Linked DNA regions of Sus scrofa: region 1 is linked to region 2. Evidence: chromatin contacts called from public HiChIP or PLAC-seq data. All regions are on one chromosome and are shown on one strand. Each heading gives the region's core, a stretch centred on a gene start, on an enhancer-like site or on the middle of the called end of the contact. The rest is flanking DNA. Distances are from core to core; before and after follow the strand shown.

Region 1 (6,961 bases), core at 2,720-5,219, 360 kb before region 2:
TTTTTCCCATTGTAATTAATAAGTAACTTGTGGATCTTCTGAAGATACTTTGAGACTACATAAATAAACTAGCCTTCACCAGACTTTCACTTTCATCATCCTCAGATATCTCAAGAATGATTTCCTAAGAGCCTAGTAATGATTGTAATTGACTGCTTACTACATTTCAAACATGCACATGCACTGTGACATATTCTGGGAAGTAACGTATGTGTACCTAGCAGATAACAGGTGATCACTAAATATCATTTATAATATTAGGTTTCCTTCCTTTATAGTTTAACAAAGAGGTTTCCTGTTTTATGGAGTATCATCAGAAGCACTTGGTTAATTTGCCATGGGAATTATTCTTTTTCCTGGTGGCATCTATCTTAGTGCCTGCTATATATTAGCAATAAATTTTAGAATTAACAAAAGTATCCCAAACACACACACACACCAAGAAACTGTATCAAAGTCTGAAAAATTATAAATGTGAGCAGCCGATATTTTAAGAGTTCTTAAAGGCATGGTGACCACCTGTAGAGCCAGAAAACTTGCAAGGATGAGGTATAGTATATCCAACCTAAGAAAACTGGATTTTACATTTCAGAAGAAAAAAAAAAAAAAAAAAAGGAAAAAAAATCCTGAGAAGGGTAACCAATGAGTAGCTGCAATCCCAAGTATGACCACCAGATGGCGGAAGACGCTAAGTAGCTACTGGGGGGGCGGCGTCCGATTAAAATCTAACAGCCTCTCGGATACCTTGCCTCCAAGACTGGGTATTTTGTCACTTTTTCAGGTGAGCCTGGTCAGTCCTGGGCAAATTCAGACTAGACTGAAGTCAGGAAGGAATTCGCAAGAGAAATTTAACTGAATCGGCAGTGACAGTTCTTTAGAATTCAACTTTTTTCATATTACATTATATATCATATATTACATATAAACAATAGTAACCCAATTGGATATGTTATATATAACATACCAAGTTTTCATACTTCGAGTTATGTCATTTTTATGCCTTTTTGTGTGTCAAATGCTACAGCATTAAAGCTGAATTTTTTTTAATGACCGAGACTAAATCACTGCTATCTACCAACTCAACACAGCATTTATCTGAATTGTTCAAACAACACAGATCAAATTATTTAAATAACATTGATTAAGTGGAAGGTTTTTTTTCCACCTGAATTATCCATACTTTGGCCATTCCTTTCCTTCTTTCTCTGAAGCCGGGAGAGGGGATTCAGATCACCCAAAGAAACAAACTAGAATGGTGGTTACCGGGGGCTAGCAGGTGGGAGAAACGCAACCCACAGAATGCCTGATGGAGCTGTGCTTGCTCAGCACAAGGTCTGCCACCTGTTGCCTTTTCTGTCTGGACCCACCACTGTTCCAGCTTCCCCTAAACTTTCTATACCCACACAATCCCCCCAAAGCCCCGGGGAGGTTGCCTTCAGTAGGACCTTACACTGGCTTCCAAAATTGCTCCCTATTCACAGACGTGGCGCGGATCACGTGTTGCTGTGGTGTAGGCTGGCAGCTGTAGCTCCGATTTGACCCCTAGCCTGGGAACTTCCATATGCCTCTGGTGTGGCCCTAAAAAAAACAAAAACAGAAAAAAATTGCTCCCTGTGGTTGCATGCAACTCTGAACTTACTAAAAGCCAATGCGTTGTACTCCTCAAATGTGTAAATTGTGTGCTGTGTGACTTATAGCTCAATAAAGTTGTCTTAAAAAATTATTCCCTTGGCGTTCCTGTCATGGCTCTGTGGAAAAGAATCCGACTGGCATCCATGAGAACGCAGGTACAATCCCTGGCCTCACTCAGTGGGTTAAGGATCCAGCGTTGCCGTGAGCTGTGGTCTGTGGGTCACAGACGCGGTTAGGATGTGGCGTTGCTGTGGCTGTGGTGTAGGCCAGAGGTTACAGCTCTGATTTTGACCCCTAGCCTGGAACCTCCATATGCTGTGGGTGTGGCCCTTAAAAAAAAAAAAAAATTGCTGAAGTTCCCATCATGACTCAGTGGTTAATGAACCCAACTAGCATCCATGAGGACACGGGTTCGATCCCTGGCCTCGCTCAGTGGGTTAAGGGTCCAGCGTTGACGTGAGCTCTGGTGTAGGTCGCAGACGTGGTTCAGATCCCTAGTTGCTGTGGGGTAGACCGGTGGCTACAGCTCTGATTCGACCCCTAGCCTGGGAACCTCCATATGCCACGAGTGCAGCCCCAGAAAAGAAAAAAAAAAATTGCTCCCAGCCCCACTCCCTGCCATGCCACCCTCTTGCCGAGGTTCAGCCTGGCTGAACTGCTACTGTTTCTTTTTTTTTTAAGGGTCGCACCCGTGGCAGACGGCGTTTCCTGGGCTAGGAGTCAAATCAGAGCTACAGCTGCCAGCCTATCCAACGGGCATCTGGCCCCCTCACAGGTCTATGAGCTTCCTCTCCAGCACAGGAACCAGGATGGGGTCGGACGTCAGTGGAAGGCTGTTATGAGTCCAAAGAGAAGTGACCAGGAGCTGCGGGCTCTAGCTCAGGAAAGCAGGCTTAGATCAGATCCCCTGACTCGACTGGGATAAAGAAACATCCCAGGGGCCTCACGCAGCCAAGTAGCTTTGCTACAAAGAGGCAGCTTGAACGTGGCCCTTGCTCCCTTTATTATGTTGCACTAATAATAGCTACCATTTATGGAGCATTTAAAGTATGACAGACATGGAGTTCCCATTGTGGCACAGTGGAAACAAATCCAACTAGGAACCATGAAGTTTCGAGTTCGATCCCTGGCCTCGCTCAGTGGGTTAAGGATCCGGCATTGCTGTGAGTTGTGGTGTAGGTCACAGACACAGCTTGGATCCTGTACCTCTCTGGCTGTGGTGTAGGCTGGCAGATGTAGCTCTGATTAGAACCCCCAACCTGAGAACCTCCATATGCCACAGGTGTGGCCCTAAAAAGTAAAATATATATGTGTGTGTGTCTATGTATATATATGACAGACACTTTTCTAAGAACGAGAGGTGCTGTCTGTTTTAAGGGCTTCAGTTTCCCCCTGAAAATCCCAGTGTCCACATGCGGTCCTTCCTAAAATTGATCCACCTTAGGCTCCACGTGCAGTGAAGCACAGACTCTCCTTTCCCACCTAAGGGAGAGTCTTAAGAGCCAAGAGAGAAAGTGCAGGTAAAACCCAAAGGAAAGCTTATTTCACCCACACAACAAATGTCATGGCAAAGCCCCACGCCTTGGCTGTGCACCTCCGTCCAAATTACGTAAAAGTCCAATTTTCAAAAGGCGGCAAACAAATGTAGGGCGACTCACAGCAGCCAGACTGACCCTCCCACTGGAAACAACTAGAAAACTGGGAGGAAAAAGAGAATGGCTCTCAGACATTGCACAGCAGCCAGCTCAGGCCTGCGCCCCGACAGAAGACCAGCAGGTGAGCTGTGAGCCCCGACCGCCCGCCTTTCTGCCTGGACTCCGGCTGACCCGGGGCACCGAGCGAGGTCCCCGGAGACCAGCACTTGCACCGAGTTGACGAGACAGGCATCGGAAGGGAGAGGGGGTGTGGGCTCTGAAGGTAAGTGTGAGCCTGGGCTCAGCACCCACGTGTGCACATGGGCTGGGGGGCGGGGGGCGTCCTCCTGTCCCCACACTGGGCTCTCCGACTGGAACCCTCTATGCTGGACCAACAAAAGCCAGGGGGACAAGGGCGACACTGCTCCAGGGAATGTCATGGCATAAACGCTTTGCCATGAGGTCTGGAGGTTTCCGCTCCACACGTGCACACAAACCATAGGACCCAGCCCTTCCCCTCGTGGGAAGACGGACAGAAACCTACTCCGCAAGTGTTCACAGCAGTTCATTCGTAATCATCACAAATGGGAAGTGATCCCACGCCCATCAGCGGGGAAATGGGAATTCCACGTAGATAAACAGGAAGCAGCTGCGACACGAGCTACGAGGCGGGGGCTCGCCTGGCTGTGCTGGTGAGAGAAAGTCTGACGCCGGAGAGTAAATGACTTCATGTGTGTGAGAAGCTAGAACAGGCCAGCCTGCTCAAGTGTCGCCTGGGTCCAGATGGGCCCAGCTGGGAAGGGGCAGAGGGACTCTGGGTTGATGGTGGTCGGGGGGGATACTTGGACGGTGGCAGTGGTGGCCCAGGTGTGTACCTTCATCAAACCTCACTGAATCCCGTGCTTACAGTGGGTGCAGGCTATTACGTGCAGCGATGTAGCCAATCCAATCGATAACAAGGATATAATATGAAACGGCACCAACCTGAATTCCTCAATGAAGGAAACAGCAGGCTAAAAAAGCTGTGTCCAAAAAAGGGTATAAGAGAGAGAAGCAAATATATATTCCTTGAAAGAAAGAATACAGGAAGAAGACGGCAAAATGAACACAAAATAAAACTCTTAAGTCTTGGGTTGTAATCTGCTCATTTGCATCTCCATGAGACAATATGTATTTGCTTTGCTATAGCTCAAGAATCTTGCATCATAATCAGTTTTCTAGAATTTAACACCCACCCTTACAGCTTTTTAAAAGCCCCAAATGACACCACCAGATTAACACTGCAAGATATGTAGCAGGATGCTCTCTGCCTCATTTCTAAATTTTGGACCATTTTTCCTTACAATTAGAACTATTGACATGTGCAAAAAGCATGCTGGGAAAGCCAACCTTCCATCAGGCCTTTTCTCAGCAATGAGGAAGTCTCAGTATTTTCACTTTCCTGCAGCTCAGTCTGTAACTCAGTTACATATTTTATATGAATTCAATAAGAAATCAAAAGTACCGTTTTGCGAAAAGAAAAAAAGTTTCATTTTGCTTTTGACAGATTAATGTTCCTCTTTTTTTTTTTGGCTGCACTTGAGGCATGTGGGCTTTTCTGGGCAAGGGATCAAACCCACGCCACAGCAGTGACAACGCCTGATCCTTAGCCTGCTGAGCCACCAGGGAAGTCCAATAAAATTTGTTTTTATTTTTTTGTCTTTTTAGGGCCGCACCACCCGAGGCATATGGAGGTTTCCAGGCTCAGGGTCCAATGGGAGCTACAGCTGCCAGCCTGCACCACAGCCACAGCAACGCCAGATCCGAGCCATGTCTGCAACCCACACCCCAGCTCATGGCAACACTGGATCCCTGGATCCCTAACCCACTGAGCGAGGCCAGGGATTGAACCCACAACCTCATGGTTACTAGTCGGATTCATTTCTGCTGCGCCACGACAGAACCTCCGGAAGCCCAATAAAATTTTAATTTACATAGCTGTGTTCTTTGAAGGGACATATGTCAGGTGCTCAGTAAAAAGATAAAAGGTGGTGGGAGAGGAGGATGGAAACAGTGAAGCAGAACAGGACCCGCCTTTTGTCTAGAATATTCTAAGCTGAAGGGAGCTCCCCTTGTGGCTCAGTGGTTAAGAACCTGACATAGTGTCCATGAGGATGCAGGTTCGATCCCTTGCCTCTCTCAGTGGGTTAAGGATCCAGGGTTGCCGTGGCTGCTGTAGGTCTCAGCAGCAGCTCCAATTCCGTGACTGGCCCAGGAATGTCCGCACGTAGCAAATGTGGCCATAAAACAGGAAGAAAAGAAAAAAAGAGAAAAGTTGAATCAGAGACATGAGAAAATGCAGAAAAAAGGAAAACAGTCCAATGAGACCAAAGGATAATAGTTTAGTCATTAAACAAAAGCAAGGACTTTTAGTTCCTCCTCAAGGGCTACAGATAATACGCTGAGCCACATTCTGTGAGCTGTCCTGCAGACACTAAAATCCCCACCTCAGAACCTAACATGTTGCCCAGACAGCAGCCATGACACAAGCCGGCACAATTCCGAGAACTGGCCTCAGAGGAATGGGAACAACCTGCCCCTGAGCTGAGGATGAATTGTGCTGAAAAGCATCAAGATGACGCTGGTCAGACCCCGCATGACCAATTTTACCACGACTGTCAGCACGGACTGTGCTGTTTCTGCACATAGCCCCTTTCCAGCTACAGAAGATTTTGCCAACCACTGCCCGTGGGGGGAGTGGGCCTGGGGACATAAGTTGGCCCTCCCCCCCCCACTGGGCTTCCTGGAATCCCAACTAAAGCAACTTTCCTTTCCACCGAGACTGCCTCTTCATTGGCTTTAGGAAGAGTGTGTACGCGAAGGTTTTCAAGAGATTAACATGGAATTTAGATTCTGCTTGGACGTATTTTAAGATGAACATTTTTTCTGTTAAAATTTCAGTATTTAGAAGTGCTGGGATTTACATCCTTTTCAACGACTTCGGTTGAAAACATTTTGGTATCAACATAAGATCCATTTGCAGCTATATGTCGTTTTTGAGAATTCTTCAAAAAATGTGTTTGGTTTTTGGCCACAGCATGCAGCAGCTTAACGGGGGATCCGAGTTCCCAGACCAGGGATTGAACATAGGTTCCAGCAGTGAAAGCACCACGTCTTAACCACTAGACCACCAGGGAACTCCCCCCTAAAACACTTCAAGTCACTGGTATAGTAACAGACAGCTCCTCAGGGAATAGAATTCCAGTCTGGGTGGAGGGTGACTCTAAGTTCCCATGTGCTCTCTGTTCCAAATCACAGCGATGGCGGAGAAACTATAAAAGAGGGAAACTTACGGTATATATAATGGTGCACAAAAAGCAAGATAAACAGGAGTTCCCGTCGTAGCTCAGTGGTTAATGAACCCGACTAGGAACCATGAGGTCGTGGGTTCAATCTCTGGCCTTGCTTAGCAGGTTAAAGATCTGGCATTGCCGTGAGCTGTGGTGTAGGTTGCAGATGCGGCTCGGATCCTGCGTTGCTCTGGCTCTGGTGTAGGCCGGCAGCTGCAGCTCCAATTAGACCCCTAATCTGGGAACCTCCATATGCTGCGGGAGCAACCCTAGAAAAGGCAAAAAGACAAAAAAAAAAAAAAAAAGCAAGATAATTCTCTTGACCAGAAACAGAAGGCACAAGGCTGAAGCTGGAAGGAGGACATG
Region 2 (7,497 bases), core at 4,628-7,127:
ACTACACCCTCTTCAACAGCTGCATTTTAACCCATCCCTCCGTGCCTGAAAAGGAGACTGCTTCTACAGTGTGACTCTACAATCCGTAAGCAAGAAATACTAGAAGCCCCCAGTACAGAGGGGTCATTCCTTACCCCAGTCACATTCTGAGTAGGAGACACAAATAAGGTGGCTTCTCTTCTTCCCAAGCACAGCCACGTAGTGGTGGGTTTTCTTTGTCAATTTCCCTCCTCTATGATTTTGGTCTTGTCACACTGGTACCAAGAGACATTATTCTTAGCAAGAAACTTAATGGAGTCACTTCCAATTCTACTTAAATTTTTTTTATCATTAAAAAACATTATTAAGAGTTCCCACTGTGGCACAGTGGGTTAAGAATCTGCTGCAGTGGCTTGGGTCGCCACAGAGGGGCAGGTTCAAGCCCCAGCCCAGCAGCAACAGGTTAATGGATCTGGCATTGCTGCAGCTAAGATGTCACAGCTGTGGCTCAGATTCAGTCCCTGGCCCAGGAAGCTCCATATGCCACAGGTGCAGCCATAAAAAATAAATAAATAAAAATAAACGTCATTAAAACCAACCTCACATCTATTAGCACGATTACTTTTTTTAAAAAAAAATATGAAAATAACGAGTGTTGGCAAAGATGAGGAGAAGTGGAGCTCTCGAGCCGCACTGGCGGGCACGTCAAACGGTGCGACTGCTACGGAAGACTCTGGACACACCTCAAAACATCCCATCATCTGATCTAACAATCCCACTCTGGGAATTCCACATCCAAAAGAACTGGAAGCAGGGTCTCGAAGAAATGTGTATGCCTATGTTCACAGCAGCTCTTCCCAGCAGTCAAGAGGTGTTCAGTGACGGCTGAGTGGATAACTAAAGTGAGGTGACCACATTACAGTGGAGTATCACTCAGCCATTGAGAGGAAGGAAATCCTGTGATTCACCCAAGCGCAACAAGCACAAATACAGGATGACTCCGCTATTTGCAGTATCTAAAACAGTCACCCTCGTAGGAGCAGAATGCAGAACGGCAGCTGACGGGAGCTGGGGAGAAGGGAGAGGGTGCAGGGTTTCCGGGCTGCAAGGTAAATCCTGGAGATCTGTATTTCCCGACAATGTGGATGTACTTAACACCACTGAACTAGACTAGGTGTCTAGAGCCAAAGACAGTAAATTTTGCTATGTGTTTTTTGTTTACCCTCAACAAAAAACATTTTTAAAATGTTAAAATAACTTTAAGAGTGAATCTCACTTCCATTTCATAACACATCTGCACGCATGATACAACAGTGGCTACTTCCACAGACTAGGGGGAAAAGGGGAAAGGTCCAGAGAGAGAGAGCACGAGGCAGGAGAGAGAGACAACCGGTTCTTGACTAGGCTGTATACTGCCCCAGCACGCGTGATACTGGCCAACACGGTACCAGGGCCTCCACATGGCTTAAAAAATTAATCCCCTAATAAACTTGGCGATAATCACTGGCAGCACCATTTTCCAGACAAAGGAAACCGGCTCACAGAGGTAAAGAATCTGGGATAAGATCGGCCTGTAAAAGTCAAAGCCACACGTGACTCTAAAGCCCAAATCGCTTCATCGTTTCCACTCCGTTAAAACTGAAAGCCGGATGTCGTCCATTCAGTGTACTTCCAATATCCCTTGAATCCCAACTCTGCCACACACTCGATATGCAACTGGGGCGGCTCTTTTTAACCTCTCTCTGACTTGGTTTTCTCATCAATTAAACTAAGTTCAGAACGGAGGCTACCTCTCACAGTTGTTAGAACTAAATACCGTAACATACAGAGCTGTGGGAGCACTCCATCACGAGTGCATCACTTTGCATCTTCTGTGCTGGTGCAGAGACTCACCCCCAGTAAATAAATCTCTCATTTAAAAAAAAGGGGGGGGGAGTTCCTGTTGTGGCACAGCAGAAAACGAATCGGACCAGTATCCATGAGGATGCAGGTTTGATCCCTGGCCTCACTCAGTGGGTTAGGGATCTGGTGTTGCCGTGAGCTGTGGTGTAGGTCACAGACATGGCTCAGATCCCGCGTTGCTGTGGCTGTGGTGTAGGCCAGCAGCTTTAGCTCCGATTTGAACCCTAACCTGGGAACTTCCATATGCCTTCCATATTTCTTAGCAAATAAGCAAAAGATTAGCAAATTACAGCCAAAGTAAGTGGAAGTCAAGACAGAACACGAACAGCACTGGGGCAAAAGGAAAAATGGGTAATAATGATCCTGTCCTCACAGGGCGGCAAGCTCCTCAATCCATAAATGTCTGACTGTGAAGGGGGCAAGCCCTAAAAACATGTGAGCAAAATCCATGCTTGATGACGGATATTTGCTCCTCCTAGGACACAGCAGAAATCCTTCTATTTCGGTCCAAAGATCTAGAGTAACAGCAGCAATGACTCACACGACAAGCCACACAGTCAGGGCGTGACAGCTACAGGAGGAGAGACTGTACATACTAACTTATTAAAAGGTTCCTCCTTCCCCCCTTTTTGAGATTTCTGAATCCAAGAGAGAAGCAACAGCTGGCAGTAGAACAGCATTTCCTCCAGAAAACAAGAGAAGTGCATAAAACACAACAATTGAAGAGCTGCTACGGCAGCGCGAACAAGAGGGGCTATAACTTCAGAGGGTGAAGAACCACAAGGCTGAGCCGATCTCCTTCAGCGGCTTTTTCGGTGTTTATTTGCCCATCCTGCGAACAAGGAGGAGGCTGAGAATCCGGGCTCCGCATGCATAGGAAACTGCGGCCAGAGGACGGAAAAACAGGAACGGTTTTGGCAGGCTGCAAACATGAGAGCCGAGGCCGTGGATTTCCTCCCGAACATTACTCAGCAATAACCGGAGTGGGACCAACACAGACCGCAACACGGATGAAGCTAAGCCAAGGAAGCCCCACCTAAAGACCAGCTACCGCACGACGCTTTCTGCACGGAGGTCCAGGACAGGCGAATCTGTAGGAAGCCACAAAGACTGGTGGCTGCCTAGGACTGGGGCCACGGAGGAATGGAGAGGGACGACTGATGGTACAAGGTTTGGGGTGGGAGGAATTGGGAATTTATCTTTAATTTCTCATCATTTTAAACCAGATCAGATCAAAGAATTATGATATTTATTACTGGAATTAATTTCAGTTATTTGGAGTTCCCATTGTGGCTCAGCAGCAGTGAACCCAACTAGTATCCATAAGGACATGGGTTTGTTTCTTTTGTTTTGGGGGGGCTGTTTTGTTTTGTTTTGTTTAGGGCTGCTCCCGTGGCATATGGAGGTTCCCAGGCTAGGGGTCAAATCGGAGCTATAGCTGCCAGCCTACACCACAGCCACAGCAACTCGGGATCCCAGCCGCCTCTGTGACCTACACCACAGCTCGCCGCAACACTGGATCCTTAACCCACTGAGCACTGAGCGAGGCCAGGAATGGCTCATGGTTCCTAGTCAGATTTGTTTCCACTGCGCCACGACGGGAACTCCAATGAAGACAAGGGTTTGATCCCTGGCTACCCTAGCCTGGGAACCTCCATCTGCTGCAGGTGCAGCCCTAAAAATAAATAAGTAAATAAAAAATGGATAAATAAAAAAATAAAAGAATTTGGAGTTCCTGTCATGGCACAGCAGAAATGAGGTTGCAGGTTCGATCCCTGGCCTTGCTCAGTGGGTTAAGGATCCGCATTGCCATGAACTGCCGTGTAGGTCGCAGACATGGCTCGGATCTGGCGTTGCTGCGGCTGTGGCGCAGGCCGGCAGCTGTAGCTCCCACTGGACCCCTTGCCTGGGAATCTCCATGTGTCACAGGTGCACAAGGATAGGGATATATGCAAGCAGGATGTACCCACAAATATTTAACAACTATGTCTTTGGGAGAGAGGAAGAAAAGCCTCCATCTGTGGGGTTTGCTGATTCTTGTGGTAGAACTACTGGCAGGAAACGAGGTCGAGAGGAGAGCTGTCTACAGATAAAAATCAGAGTGGTGCGATGCACTCAGCAGACCCGAGGCCACAATGCGTAACGGGACAGACTGGGGAGGAAGCGCCCCCGGTATTACAGAGACCCCACCAAAGACAGAGGCAAAGGGATCTTCCCGCCTCCAGCTCTCACATTCCAGGGGACCTGTAGCCAACCTAAAAAAAAAGATCAATTCACTTCAAGGACGGCCTGAAGCTAATTTGCAAACCTGGGCTTTTGTACACCTCCACAAGTAAAGGAAAAGAAGCATCTCAAAACACAATATTCCCACAGTCCTTAGCCCTTTGGTACTGCATTTTAAAAACAGTCATAAGTGTGTGTGTATATGTGAAACAGGATATAAAATTTTCAACTTATGTCCCACGAAAATTATAAATCTAAAAAATTACTTTTACCTGCAGCTCTTTAATCTGATAAGATACAAGATATTCTAAAGAACTTTTCTTTAACTTCTTAAAAAGATAATCTTTTAGGGAAAAAAAACTGCTTTCAGTTAATTAAATAAAACCATTATATTGACTACTGCTCTTTTCTTTTCTCTCTCTCTTTTTTTTTTTTTTTGGTCTTTTTGCCTTTTCTGGGCCACTCCCTCGGCACATGGAGGTTCCCAGGCTAGGGGTCTAATCAGACCTGTAGCCACCAGCCTCCACCACAGTCACAGCAACACGGGATACGAGCTGCGTCTTCGACCTACACCACAGGTCACGGCAACGCCGGATCGTCAACCCACTGAGCAAGGGCAGGGATCGAACCCGCAACCTCATGGTTCCCAGTCGGATTCGTTAACCACTGCGCCACGACGGGAACTGACTACTGCTCTTTCGGGATATGACCTCTCCATGCACCTACAGATAATAAGGTTGTCCATTCGAAAACAGAAAACTTAAACACTGAAAACAGATGAAAAGGTAACTAACAGCAATAAGTGAAAACACCTTAAATCTGACCATAGGAAAAACAAAACAAGACCTAATTATAAAGTATAGCAACATGGACCTCCTATAATACAGGAGCTGATTTGCACATTTTTTAAAAATCCACTTGACTTCTATTCTGCAATGAAGAAGAAAGTCCAAGAAACTGCGAAAATACTTTAAAGTCCTTGAGTCTTCTTTTTATAATCATTATGGCACACTTCTATACTTATTTCTTGGAGAAACTGTCATTTATTTCAGCTATGGATTTAAGCATCTCCAAACCTGATTTTGCTGAAAATAAAGTTACAAAATGAATATGTACATATAAAGTGCATTTAAATTATGAGTGCCCTTTTAATGTTTTCTATAAATACATATAAAGTCTGGATATAATTAAAAGTGGCTTAAAGCATATTCCTTCATTGGCACCCTTGAATTACCACCTAAGAACAACCTCTGAGCACAGGAATTTCCTGATGTATATTTCCCAAGCTTTTTATAGAAATCAAATACTACATTTAAGTAAACAATAGAAATGTGAATTAACCCAACAAGAATAAAAGAGAACACAAAAATAACCGCATTTCCACCTGCAGGGTTTCATGTAAAATGTAACCGCATACCCCAGGTCCCAAAATATATGAAGTACATTCACAGCTGTTTCCGCACGACCTCAAAGGTACAACCCATACTCACTACAGTATGAGTTTTCCATACAGCAGTTGACTAAACATACTCACTGCAATCTCACTCCTGTCCTGTTCCTTCTCTGGAACACGCTTCTCTGCCGTCTCTTTTTGTCTGGCTTTCTCTGCGGTCTCTGTTCAACAGCTGCAGGGCTGTAGCCCCTCTGGCTTCTGGTGATCGGCCTCCTGGTGGGTGAGGCTGGTCCCAGGGCACGAAGGGCTTGTGCCGGCTTCCAGATGGAGGGCCATGTGCACGCACTGGAGGGCGGGGCTTGGCTGGGGGAGAGGGCCCTGTCAAGGGCTGTGTTTAGAGGCAGCAGGGTTTAGGCAGCCTGTCGGCAATGAGTGGGGCTGTGTTTCCACCCCGTCGGCTGTTCGGCCTGAGGTGGTCCAGCACTGGAGTCTGCAGGCTCTTGGGTGGGGCCAGGTCTCATTTCCAATTTGACAACCTCCAGGGAGCTCCTGCCTTGATTATCCCCAGGGCCTCTGTCTCTCATCTCCTGCCCCACCGCGAGGGACAGCCGCCCCTGCTCTCCCAGGAGACCCTCTAAGACGGCAGGTAGGTCTGACCCAGACGCCAGGCTGGTCCCTGTCCTGAGGAGCTCCGCACGCAGGCTCCACTGGCCTGCGGCGCCAGATGCTCTGGGGGCTCCTCCTCCGAGTGCGGGACCCCCAGGCTGGGACCCTGACCTGGGGTTCGGAATGCTCGCCCCCGAGGGGGACCCTCTGCGATACAGTTGTTTTCCAGTCTGTAGGTCGCCCACCCGGAGGACAGGAGTTTGATTATGTCGGTAAAGTGCCCCTCCTACCATCTCCTTGCAGCTCCTTCTCTGTCGTTAGGGTAGAGAATTCCTTTGGGGCAGTTTCCAGTCTTTTCTGTCAATGGTGGTTCAGCAGTTGGTTGTGACTTGGGTGTTTTCGTGACAGGAGGCAAGCCTGAGTCCCTCATTCCGCCTTCTTGGCCCCTCCTCGCCAATCTCCTTAATAATGTTCTCAAACTCAGCTGTCCCCACTGCACTCCGACGGCCACCTAAGACAAGATACGCTCTCCTCCTTGGGCACGTCCACCACAACCTACAGTGAGAGCCACCTTCTGTCTCCCTCACACGGAGTCGGACACCGCAGAAAGCAAGCATGTCACGAGGCGTGCTGGCTGCAGCTCAGCCGGACCCTGCACTCGCCGTCTGGGTGAATTCCCGACAGCAGCCACGATGCGTCCTAAATAAAAACGGCCTTCATGGTTCCTGGGCAAATGCCATGCAGACGCTGGCCATGCTTTTATCCGCCTCTTCCAGATAAAATCCATGTAGGAACGGACCCCATCTTCAAAGGCAGAACATTCTGCATAAAAAGCTACCCCTGCCCTTTCCCCTTTCAAGTCTTCTCGCCTGAGTAAAAGTAAGGAGAGGGGAAAAGGCGGGCTTTGGGAGCAACGGGAAAGGAGGATATATTTTCGGCAATCTTCCAGACGTATGCGCAATAGAAAACTACCTTCAGTGCCTAATAAACACAAGTCTATGCTGACATTTACATCTAAAGATTTAACTCTAAAGATGAAAAGTCAGACTCAAGAGAATGCATTTTTCCTAAGTAAAATATCTTTTATATATTCACTAATTCAAAAGTTTTATTCAAGAAATTTATAATAGGAGTTCCCGTCGTGGCACAGTGGTTAACGAATCCAACGAGAAACCATGAGGTTGCGGGTTTGGTCCCTGGCCTTGCTCAGTGGGTGAAGGATCCGGCATTGTCGTGAGCTGTGGTGTAGGTCGCAGACGCGGCTTGGATCCCGCGTTGCTGTGGCTCTGGCGTAGGCCGGCGGCTACAGCTCTGATTCGACCCCTAGCCTGGGAGCCTCCATGTGCCGCGAGAGCGGCCCAAGAAATGGCAAAAAGACAAAAAAAAGAAAAGAA

The links. HiChIP or PLAC-seq counts read pairs in DNA pulled down with a chosen protein or histone mark.
Region 1: a contact with region 2 is called in an H3K27ac HiChIP or PLAC-seq map of skeletal muscle, with 2.5 times the contacts expected there. The contact joins two enhancer-like sites. A contact is called at or near these places in 2 of 47 Hi-C or Micro-C datasets (heart right ventricle and skeletal muscle) and 2 of 2 datasets of contacts at active chromatin or transcription factors (alveolar macrophages and skeletal muscle).

Annotation. Positions count from the first base shown.
Region 1 is chr4:3,053,124-3,060,084 of Sscrofa11.1, reverse strand. No RefSeq gene overlaps it. Among named protein-coding and RNA genes, the nearest start is that of TRAPPC9, 8.6 kb to the left of the region's middle. Within about 2 kb of position 3,969, at least 13 of the 83 cell types and tissues checked have an H3K27ac peak or open chromatin away from gene starts, as enhancers often do. A contact at or near this core is called in skeletal muscle, where this site is marked.
Region 2 is chr4:2,697,636-2,705,132 of Sscrofa11.1, reverse strand. All of the region lies in intron 2 of PTK2 (focal adhesion kinase 1), which reads right to left. Among named protein-coding and RNA genes, the nearest start is that of PTK2, 45 kb to the right of the region's middle. Within about 2 kb of position 5,877, at least 4 of the 83 cell types and tissues checked have an H3K27ac peak or open chromatin away from gene starts, as enhancers often do. A contact at or near this core is called in skeletal muscle, where this site is marked.